Regions from separate parts of the Mus musculus genome. Here region 1 is linked to region 2. Evidence: chromatin contacts called from public promoter capture Hi-C data. All regions are on one chromosome and are shown on one strand. The core of a region is the stretch at or near the end of the contact, and the rest is flanking DNA. Distances in the headings are between cores, read along the strand shown.

Region 1 (4,389 bases), core at 1,339-3,838, 660 kb before region 2:
CCGGAGCAGGCGGCCTGAGGCTTGAACCAGCACGAAAAGGTACTGTCTCAGCCTGCACATATCTCATAGTTGTTGAGATGTCTGGCTGTGACCTGGGAGTGCCCCCCAAAGCAGTCTGTCTCACAGACAAGGGTGGGTGGCCGTGCCACTGCCACATCCCTCCCGAGGGCCCCCAGGGCCATTGAGCAGCCGAGCAACCGCTTCCTGCTTTCCTATGTGTGTGCTTTTAGCCAGAGGTTTGCACAACTTTTACGAGTGGGCTGGCGGTGAACTCATCCCGTTACAATGCTCTCAGGGACCCTGACGACTAATTTAATTTAAAACAGCCTTGCAATAAAAGCTCAGGACGGAAAACCGCCGAGTCTTGGGGGTTATTTAACAAATTGCCTCACAGATAAATACATTAAAATGATTCTCAAACCGGAGTCGTACGAAGTTGAAGTAAAATTAAGAAAGTCGAATCAAAATGTAAATTAATGGCGTAGAGATGCGTTTGAGTTGGCAGGCTCTACTCTGGGGGATGTGGGCGATTCTTCTGCCTTCTGTTCAGGTGCCATGTCCCCACCAGACTGTGCCAGAGGCCCCTTTAGTACAGGTAGCTGGAAACTAGAGAATGTGGCTGGCTGCCCAGCCAAACCTAGCATCGGCCTCTCCCACCCTTCGACATACCATCCTCAGGCAGGCTTGGAAGGTATAAACTAGGAGGAGCTGCAGCAACTTTCCTTATTGGGGGTGCAAACCATGAAGGGGAGTGGGCACAATGAAAGCTGGCACAAAACAGCCTGCTGTAAGCATGGGGTCCTGGGATGACTATTTCCCGCAGAAAAAATCATTAATCCCCATAAAGCTGCCAGACTCAGCGCTCCCATCTTATTGACAAGCAGACTGAGACCAAGGAGGCCCAGCAGCCCTCACTGGGCTCGATGCACTCAGGGTTCTTTGTTTCTGCGTTTCTCTGGCCTCAGCCCTCCTGTCTCTTCAAGCAGACTGCCTAGAGAGTAAACTCAGACCTGCTGCTCCAATCGCGCCAATCATAAGCCTGTGCCTCCAGCAACATTCCTACCTTAGCCAGGGCAGCCTTGGAGGCTCTCTGAAGTGATGGGCATCTGTGTTTCCCTGCCCCTTCCCCAAGTTAGAGAAGCCCCGGGTGCCAACAGACAGCCCTGGGGAAGATTACCTGATCCTGTCTGGTCCGATGGTGTCCTTTGCTAATCGGGGAGAGGAAAGAAAAGCGGGAGTCTGCACAGGGTGGGTTGGGGACAGGAGCCTAGAATTATAGGTGGGGTGTGGTGACAGCTCCTACCTACCCTGGCCTTGGATAGGAGGGCGGGAGCAGGAAAATGTCGGGAAGGGATTGGGGTGGATGTGGCAGGTGATGGACATTTTCACCTGGAGGCCTAATCCCATGTGACACCTGAGACATCGCCATTCCTGGAGGGGGAGGTGCTGCTGAGCCTAGCCATGCACAGAGCTGTCAGCTGTCAGCACCCGGTAGGGGGTGGGGGCTCCTGGGACAGGAGATGGGCTCCCGAAGGCTCTTCTCCAGACTACCTGAATAAGCAGGTGGTTCAAGATAGACTGTAGAGGGACAGCCAGGCCACTCCTACGGGCTGGAGCCAGGATGAGGGTCTTGATGCCTATTCCCGAGGCCCTGCTGACCCGAAGATTGGGTAGGGTCAGGGAGTCCCAGCTGGGGAAGTGGAGGTCCTCTGAAGTGGGAGCCAGGTCACCCTTGCAGTGGCCTGACATCAGACACAGGGAGGACAGGTACACACTCAGCAGTGCATGGTGACACCTGGGTCTGGCTTAGGCAGTAGAGTCTCTAATGTGTCACGGGGAACCTCTAGCTGCTGGCTCGGCTGATGCAACAGGCATCTATTGACAGTCATTAAGTCTTTAGCAAATGATTGACAAGGAAATAACCTTGACGGGAATTTAGCTTGGGAGTCCAGTGCAGATCCAGTTTCGAAGGCTCCCCACACCCCATGGCCCAGCCCATCCTCGACAATCTACAGGCTTGCAGAGCAGCGGGCAGGTGAGCCCTGGGCAGGAGTGGCATGGTGAGAGGGGAAGGTAACACAGGGCTGTGTCCCTACATCCTCTCTTCCCCGTGGTGACTTGATGGGGGTGCTGTTATTGTGCCTCTGCCACGGATGCAGAGATTGGGTCTGGGACTCACATAGCTTTTAGGTGGCAGGAATTCCCATTCCTGTCCCAGTGTGACACCCTGTTGAACTGAGTCGTGTGTCTGAGATGCCAAACAAAGCCATGCTGTCTTCAGATCCAAATAAGGCAAGCAGGCCAGGCTTGGGGAGAAGGTCAGAGCCTGGGTCGGGGGTGTACCTGGGGCTCTCAAAACTACCAGGAGGGTTCAGAGCCACTGGCTTTCTGGCTTATTTTCTCTCTTTATAAAATGGAGCAGGCAGTGCCTCCCCATCAGGGGCTCTACGGGAGGCGTGCGCGGGAAGTGTTAGGAAAACTATAAAATGCCAAACAAACAGGAGGCTGGCAGAGCGCTTCCTCCCGCCTGGCAGGCAGGCTGGGGACTGGGAGGCCCTGTGAGAACCCCAGAGCAGGTCAGGTGGGGCCCCGCCTTGCCTGCTGGGCCAAGAGGAGGAGGAGAAGCCGGAGGGAGGAGTGTGCTGGGCACAGGAGGCATCCCAGCTGATCCCAGCAGATTTAACAGGACTTTGAAAAATAAAAAAGGTAAAACAGTCAAACCACTGCCCGCTCCTCCTGCTGCAATAAAAATGGATTTATTTGTTCGTGGAATGAAATTTAATAACTTTGGGGGGAGATGAGGCGTGAACAATAACAGTTTTTTTCCCCTCTTTCTCATTTTGGAGGGAGAAGGGAGGAAGAAGAGGGGATGAGGACCCCCGTTGAGATAGTTGGGGGAAGGGGGTGTGTGGGACTGAGCCCTCTAGAGATTGGCTAAGTAGACAAGGAGGGGCTGGCTCTGCTCCACGCTCCAGAGACTTCCACGGTTCAGGTTCACGGAGGGGCCGCGTGCTTCTCTTGTTTCCCTGTGCACCCGGCTGTGCGCCAGGCCTCTGCCCCCGCTGGGCCCTCCTCCTGCTGTGCCTTCCTCCCCTGTCAAAATTCCACTCATCCCTCAGAACTGTTTGTAGAAAGGCCTCCACCAAAGCTCCCATGCCCCTCCCCAACCCACTCCCAGTCCCTGGCAGCAGCCCCTCCCAGCTACAGCATGCCCCTAGACCTCTCTGAGAACCCACATCCCTTTCTACCCTCTGCAAAATTGTGTGTGGTGCTTGGCTCCCAGATTTCAGCCTGTGGCCCTCACCTCTGGGCCCTGGCCCAGAGCAGTAATGTTTGTTGAATGAATAAGTGTAAGTCAGAGACTTGGTGTCTGTCAATTATCCTCTAACCCAGGGGCTGTCTGAGCAGAAGCCAAGAAGCCAAGCTCCCTACATGGCCACTGCTCTTAACTGAGCCGGTACCAGACCTGGAGGACTGCTGGAGGAAGGGTAGGGGGCCTCAGTGCTCCACCCCAGAAACCCACTGCTTTCTATGAGGTGTTTCATCTCTTCAGGCTATGCTTTCCACAAAGCAGGTCCCAGAGTCACCGAGCCTGGTAGTTATGGGGGTTCTCTGTCAAGCAGGAGGTCCCAGAGTCTGGTGAAGCCAGCGATTGCAATGCCTCATCCTCTCTTGGACTACGGAACACAAGAATCGGACCACGAAGGAAGGGGCTGTGAACTGAGTCACCCGGGCCAGGCTGTGGGCAGGGACTGGCCGTGCCAAGAGGTTGGAAGCCTCTCTAGGTTGGTCTTATGGTGATTCCAGGTCTGGCTCCCACAGCCTGGAGAGGCCTCAGCTGTGCAGGGGGGACAGGCAGCCTGGGAGCTGCTGGGCAGGTCGATAGCAAAACAAACGCACTATTGACCGCAGCCGCTCACTAAATCCTCCCGGCAGACAAGCTGATGTGAGCCCAAATAGAATGGACTCAGAACTCAAGTCGCCCCTCCCTGCCCCACCCCCAGCTCCAGGGGAGGGGCGAGGCGAGCTGCAGCTGGGCCGAAAGCGGGGCTGGGACCAACTCTGTTCCAGTCTCAGTGCACAGGCTTGGAGTCAGGCGGCCCTGAGCGGGGCCAGGAGAGGCCATGGATGCCCGAAGGCAGGAATCCCAGCAGCTAAAATTAGGTCCAGCTGATCTGTTTTTTTTTTTTTTTTTTTTTAATAATTACATAACATTTGCTAAATAGCAAAGAATACATATGCTGTCTCTCGGTTATGAAGCATAATAATGAACCAAATGCCTATGACCCCTGTATGCAAATGAAGCCCAGTGTAGGTCATTGGTCTCCAGTGCTCTGGGGCAGAGATAATGAGGCACCCTGCACCTGGTGCCCTGGATTCTCTGTCAGC
Region 2 (3,852 bases), core at 1,092-3,591:
AAGCCTCCAGATGTGGGTGCTGGTAACCGAACTCTCATCCTCAGAGCATACTGAGCTGTTTCCATGCGCGTGCGTGCACACGAGAGAGAGAGAGAGAGAGAGAGAGAGAGAGAGAGAGAGAGAGAGAGTCAGAGTCAGAGTCATCAGGCCTGACCACTAAGAGCCTTTACCTGCTGAGCCATGCCACCAGCCCTAGGGTCCCTTCAATACCGTGGCCCCAAACCTGTTCTCTCATGACAAGGCATCACCTTCCTCAGGGTCCTGCTGCTGGGTCCCTCTCCTAACAGGATCCCAAAAGTGGCCCCTGTGATGGCCTATCTCACTGTTTATGGCCAGAGTCCCCAGAGCCTGCCGTGACCCGTCTTTTGGCTGGAACAGGAGTCAGCACGAGCTGAGTGCTGAGAGGAAGAAGGAAGGAACTGAAAGGAACTCTGACCCCTGCTCCAGAGTCGCTCCCCAGTATGGAATAGGAGCCACCTGACTCATTCCTTGACAGAAGAAAAGGTAAACAAGATGTGGGCATGGCACTGTTATTCAGCATTGAGAGGAAGGGAGTTCTGACTCACACTACAACACAGATGAACCTTGAAAGACACTCTACTCACTGAAACAGCCAGGCATAAGAAGACAAATATAGGGGCTGGAGAGATGGCTCGGCAGTTAAAAGAACTGGCTCCTCTTCCAGGGGACTTCTGTCAATTCCTAGCACCCACATGACAGCTCACAATTGTCTGTAACTCCAGGTTCAGGGGATCCGACACCCTAAGATATATGTGCAGGCAAAATACCAATGCATGCAAAGTAAAACAAATAAGTCATTAAAATAAAGAAGTCAAATATACAGATAGGATATAGTGGCGCATGCCTGTTACCCTAATCCTCTGGAAGGCCAAGACAACAGGATCTCCACTCCAAAGTTATTCCAAAGTTAGACTGGACTATGTGTGAGACTCTGTGTTGAGTGGAAAGAAGAAAGGGAGGGGGAGGGAGAGGGGAGGGAGGAAAAGGAGAAGCTGGGGAGATGGTTCGTGGTTAATATGTTTGCTGCTTAAGTATGAAGCTCAGAGTTCAAATCCCCAGAAACCACAGAAATGCCAGGTGGGTGTGCTGGCCCACCTATAATATCAACCTTAGAAGGCAGAGACAAGAGATCCCCTAGGGGAGAGAATGGAGGAAGGTTTTTCGGAGGGGAAACCAGGAAAAGGTTTAACATTTGAAATGTAAATAAATATCTAATAAAAAAATGTTTAAATGTTTAACAGGAAAAGAGAGAGAGAGATCCCCTAGCAAGCTGGCTGGCCAAATCTGTGAGCTCTGGGTTTGATTGAGAGACCTTACTTCAGTGAACGGAGTGGCTGGTTTCTGCCATCAGCCTTGGATCTGCACATGCATGTGTGCACCCACATATGTGTGCCTCCACACACACGCAAGCATGTACGCGAACACATGAAGTAGTACTGTGTGTCGTCACTCATCTAAAGTCCCAGAGTAGTTCAAACAGAGATGGTGGCCAGAGGCTGGGGACAGGGAGAGGAGAGCTTATGTTTAACAGAGACTTCAGTGTGGGAAGATGGGGAAACTGCACCTGGACGTTGGTGAGGGCTGTGCAGAGACTTGAGTGTAGTCAGAGCCCTAATCATGAGTAATGACGAAGACTAGAAATGTGTGTGACGTGCGATTTGCCACAGTTTCAAAAAGAAACAAAAGCAAGGCAATGTGGGAGGACCCCAGAGTCAGGCCAGTGTGCAAGGTGCTGGCTATGCAAGGTAGAGAACCCAAGCTGTATCCCCTGAACCCACAGAAAAGAAGACGTGCAGCGTGGGGCCAAGACCCCAGTCTCCCTATGGTCAGATGAGAGATGGAGACAGGCAATCGCCAAGAAGCCAGCTAGCCCAGGCTACAGAGGGAAGCAGCAGAAACAAGAAAGATCCTTTCTCAAAAAGTGGAAGGCCAGAACCAGCTCCCAGAATGCCCTCGGACCTCCACACATATGCCTGGCACAAGAGCAACATATAAAACACAACTGAAAAATTACAAAAACAGGAAGAAGGAATCTGGGGTGGGGCTCAGCAGGAGCAGGCTTCAGTTGTCAGCACTGGGGTGTGGGGATGCAGGAAAAACAAGGGAAGGTTGAAACAGCTACCCCAAGTTCCTGGATGGGTCGCTGACCACCTGTGAGGAACCCTAGAGACTGTCAGCAAAGACCCACAGTGCTGTCACGAGGCAGAGCCAAGAGCTAAAGTCCTTTCTCATGGTTTTCTCTGGCTCTCTGGGCAGTGGGGGGAAGGGAGAGCGGTGGGGGTAGGGGGAGGAAATGATGGCATGGCCTCACTTCTGGGTGCCTGGCAGTCCCCTCCTCCCAGGCAGTGAGCAGAGGAGGTCACTGCTGACTCGCAGGCCAGCAGTGGTGATGGCTGCTGGAATGAGAAAATTTAGTTGACGTTGATAAGCACTTAAATTGGATAATGTGTCAGGCCTCATTTGTATCAATTCTCTTTCTTGGGTTCAACAAGATGGAGGCAAGCACACAGGAATTAGCAGGCGGAAAACAAGAGCCTGAGAGCGGGAGGCCGAAAGGGAAGGAGGAGGAGGCAGTGGCCAGAGCAACAGAAGTTCTAAAAAGTCGCGCATAGCCACTCTGAATTCATCCGATGTCAGCCGACCCTGGGAGCTACACAGGGTGAGGACTGGCTAGTTACAGCCCGCCAGCTGTTCTCTCGATTTGGAACCCTCATGGCCAGGCAGGTGGTGACCTATTCACTGCATCTGTGGTGGCCAGAACGAGGTGGGCGGTCTGTCAGTCCACAGCTAGCGCTCAGAAAACCAGGCAGCTTCTGTGTACTCTGGCTCCGCATTCAGCCAACAAACGTGGATGGAGATACTTAAGGAACGAACTGTCTGTACTAAACACATACAGATACTGCTGGTCCTTATTCACCAACCAATTTAATAGCGACCACCATAAAACTACAATGTAACTATTATATAGCCTTATGTTTCTCTCTCTCTTTCTCTTTCTCTCTCTCTCTCTCTCTCTCTCTCTCTCTCTCTCTCTCTCTCTCTCTCTCTCTCTCTCTCTCGCCAAAGCTAGCCTCAAATCCTGTATGTACCCGGATGTGACCTTGAACTCTTGATCTTCCTGCCTCTACCTCCCTAGTACTGGGATTACAGGAGAGCCCCACCTTGCCTGGAGCCTAGGCATTGTGCTAGCCCCAGTCCCAGCATCTACGTTCCATTAGGCATTTTGAGGACCCTAGGGATAACAAGTTATCCAGGAGGATGTGTACAGGTGATACACAACACGGCACCGTCTTTTATGAGGAACTTGAGCACCGTGGGTTTTGGTGTCTTTGGGGGTCCTAGGAGCAGTCCTTCCAGACAGTGAGGGATAGCTGCTTCCTGTTAAGTGAAAGAAACATGACTCTGGATAGAAGGGATCGGTGGCTGGAGAACCACTTTGCTTTGTTTTGAGACGATGTCTCCTCACTATGCCGCCCCAGCTGGTCTGGACCTCACTGCATAGTCCAAAATGCCCTCAGATTTATGGTGCTCCTCCTGCCTTTGCCTCCCGGATGCTGGGATTGCAGGCATGAGCCACCGCTCCTGGCTTTGCGACATCTCTACATTAGGTGTGATGTCAGTGTTTCTAGTCTTGCTCTCTCCCATCCACAGTGACCTTGCGTGACTGTTCCTGTCACAAATAAGGAGGAGTAGAGTATGAATCCAGGTCCCTGCGCCTTCTGCCAGCTCTCCAAGCTCCATGACAGAGGGGCCAAGGGAAAACTGGGAGAGGAGACTAGGAGCAGGGGGTGAAAGCTCTAGAGGGTGGGCAGGCAGAAAAGAGTGGCCAGG

The links. Capture Hi-C pulls out chosen DNA fragments and counts their contacts.
Region 1: a contact with region 2 is called in a promoter capture Hi-C map of adipose tissue. A contact is called at or near these places in 3 of 39 promoter capture datasets (hippocampal neurons, pre-B cells and stem cell-derived epiblast-like cells), 1 of 130 datasets of targeted methods (pancreatic cancer cells) and 1 of 9 other capture datasets (adipose tissue).

What each region holds. Positions count from the first base shown.
Region 1 is chr19:7,134,385-7,138,773 of GRCm38.p6, reverse strand. All of the region lies in intron 3 of Macrod1 (mono-ADP ribosylhydrolase 1), which reads right to left. Gm38621 (a long non-coding RNA gene) reads right to left here. Exons shown (of 2, transcript XR_877703.3): 2 at 2,735-3,093. It also overlaps a transcript of Flrt1 not described here. Among named protein-coding and RNA genes, the nearest start is that of Gm38621, 14 kb to the right of the region's middle.
Region 2 is chr19:6,473,785-6,477,636 of GRCm38.p6, reverse strand. The region is part of intron 9 of Nrxn2 (neurexin II); the gene reads right to left. Among named protein-coding and RNA genes, the nearest start is that of Gm52381, 22 kb to the left of the region's middle.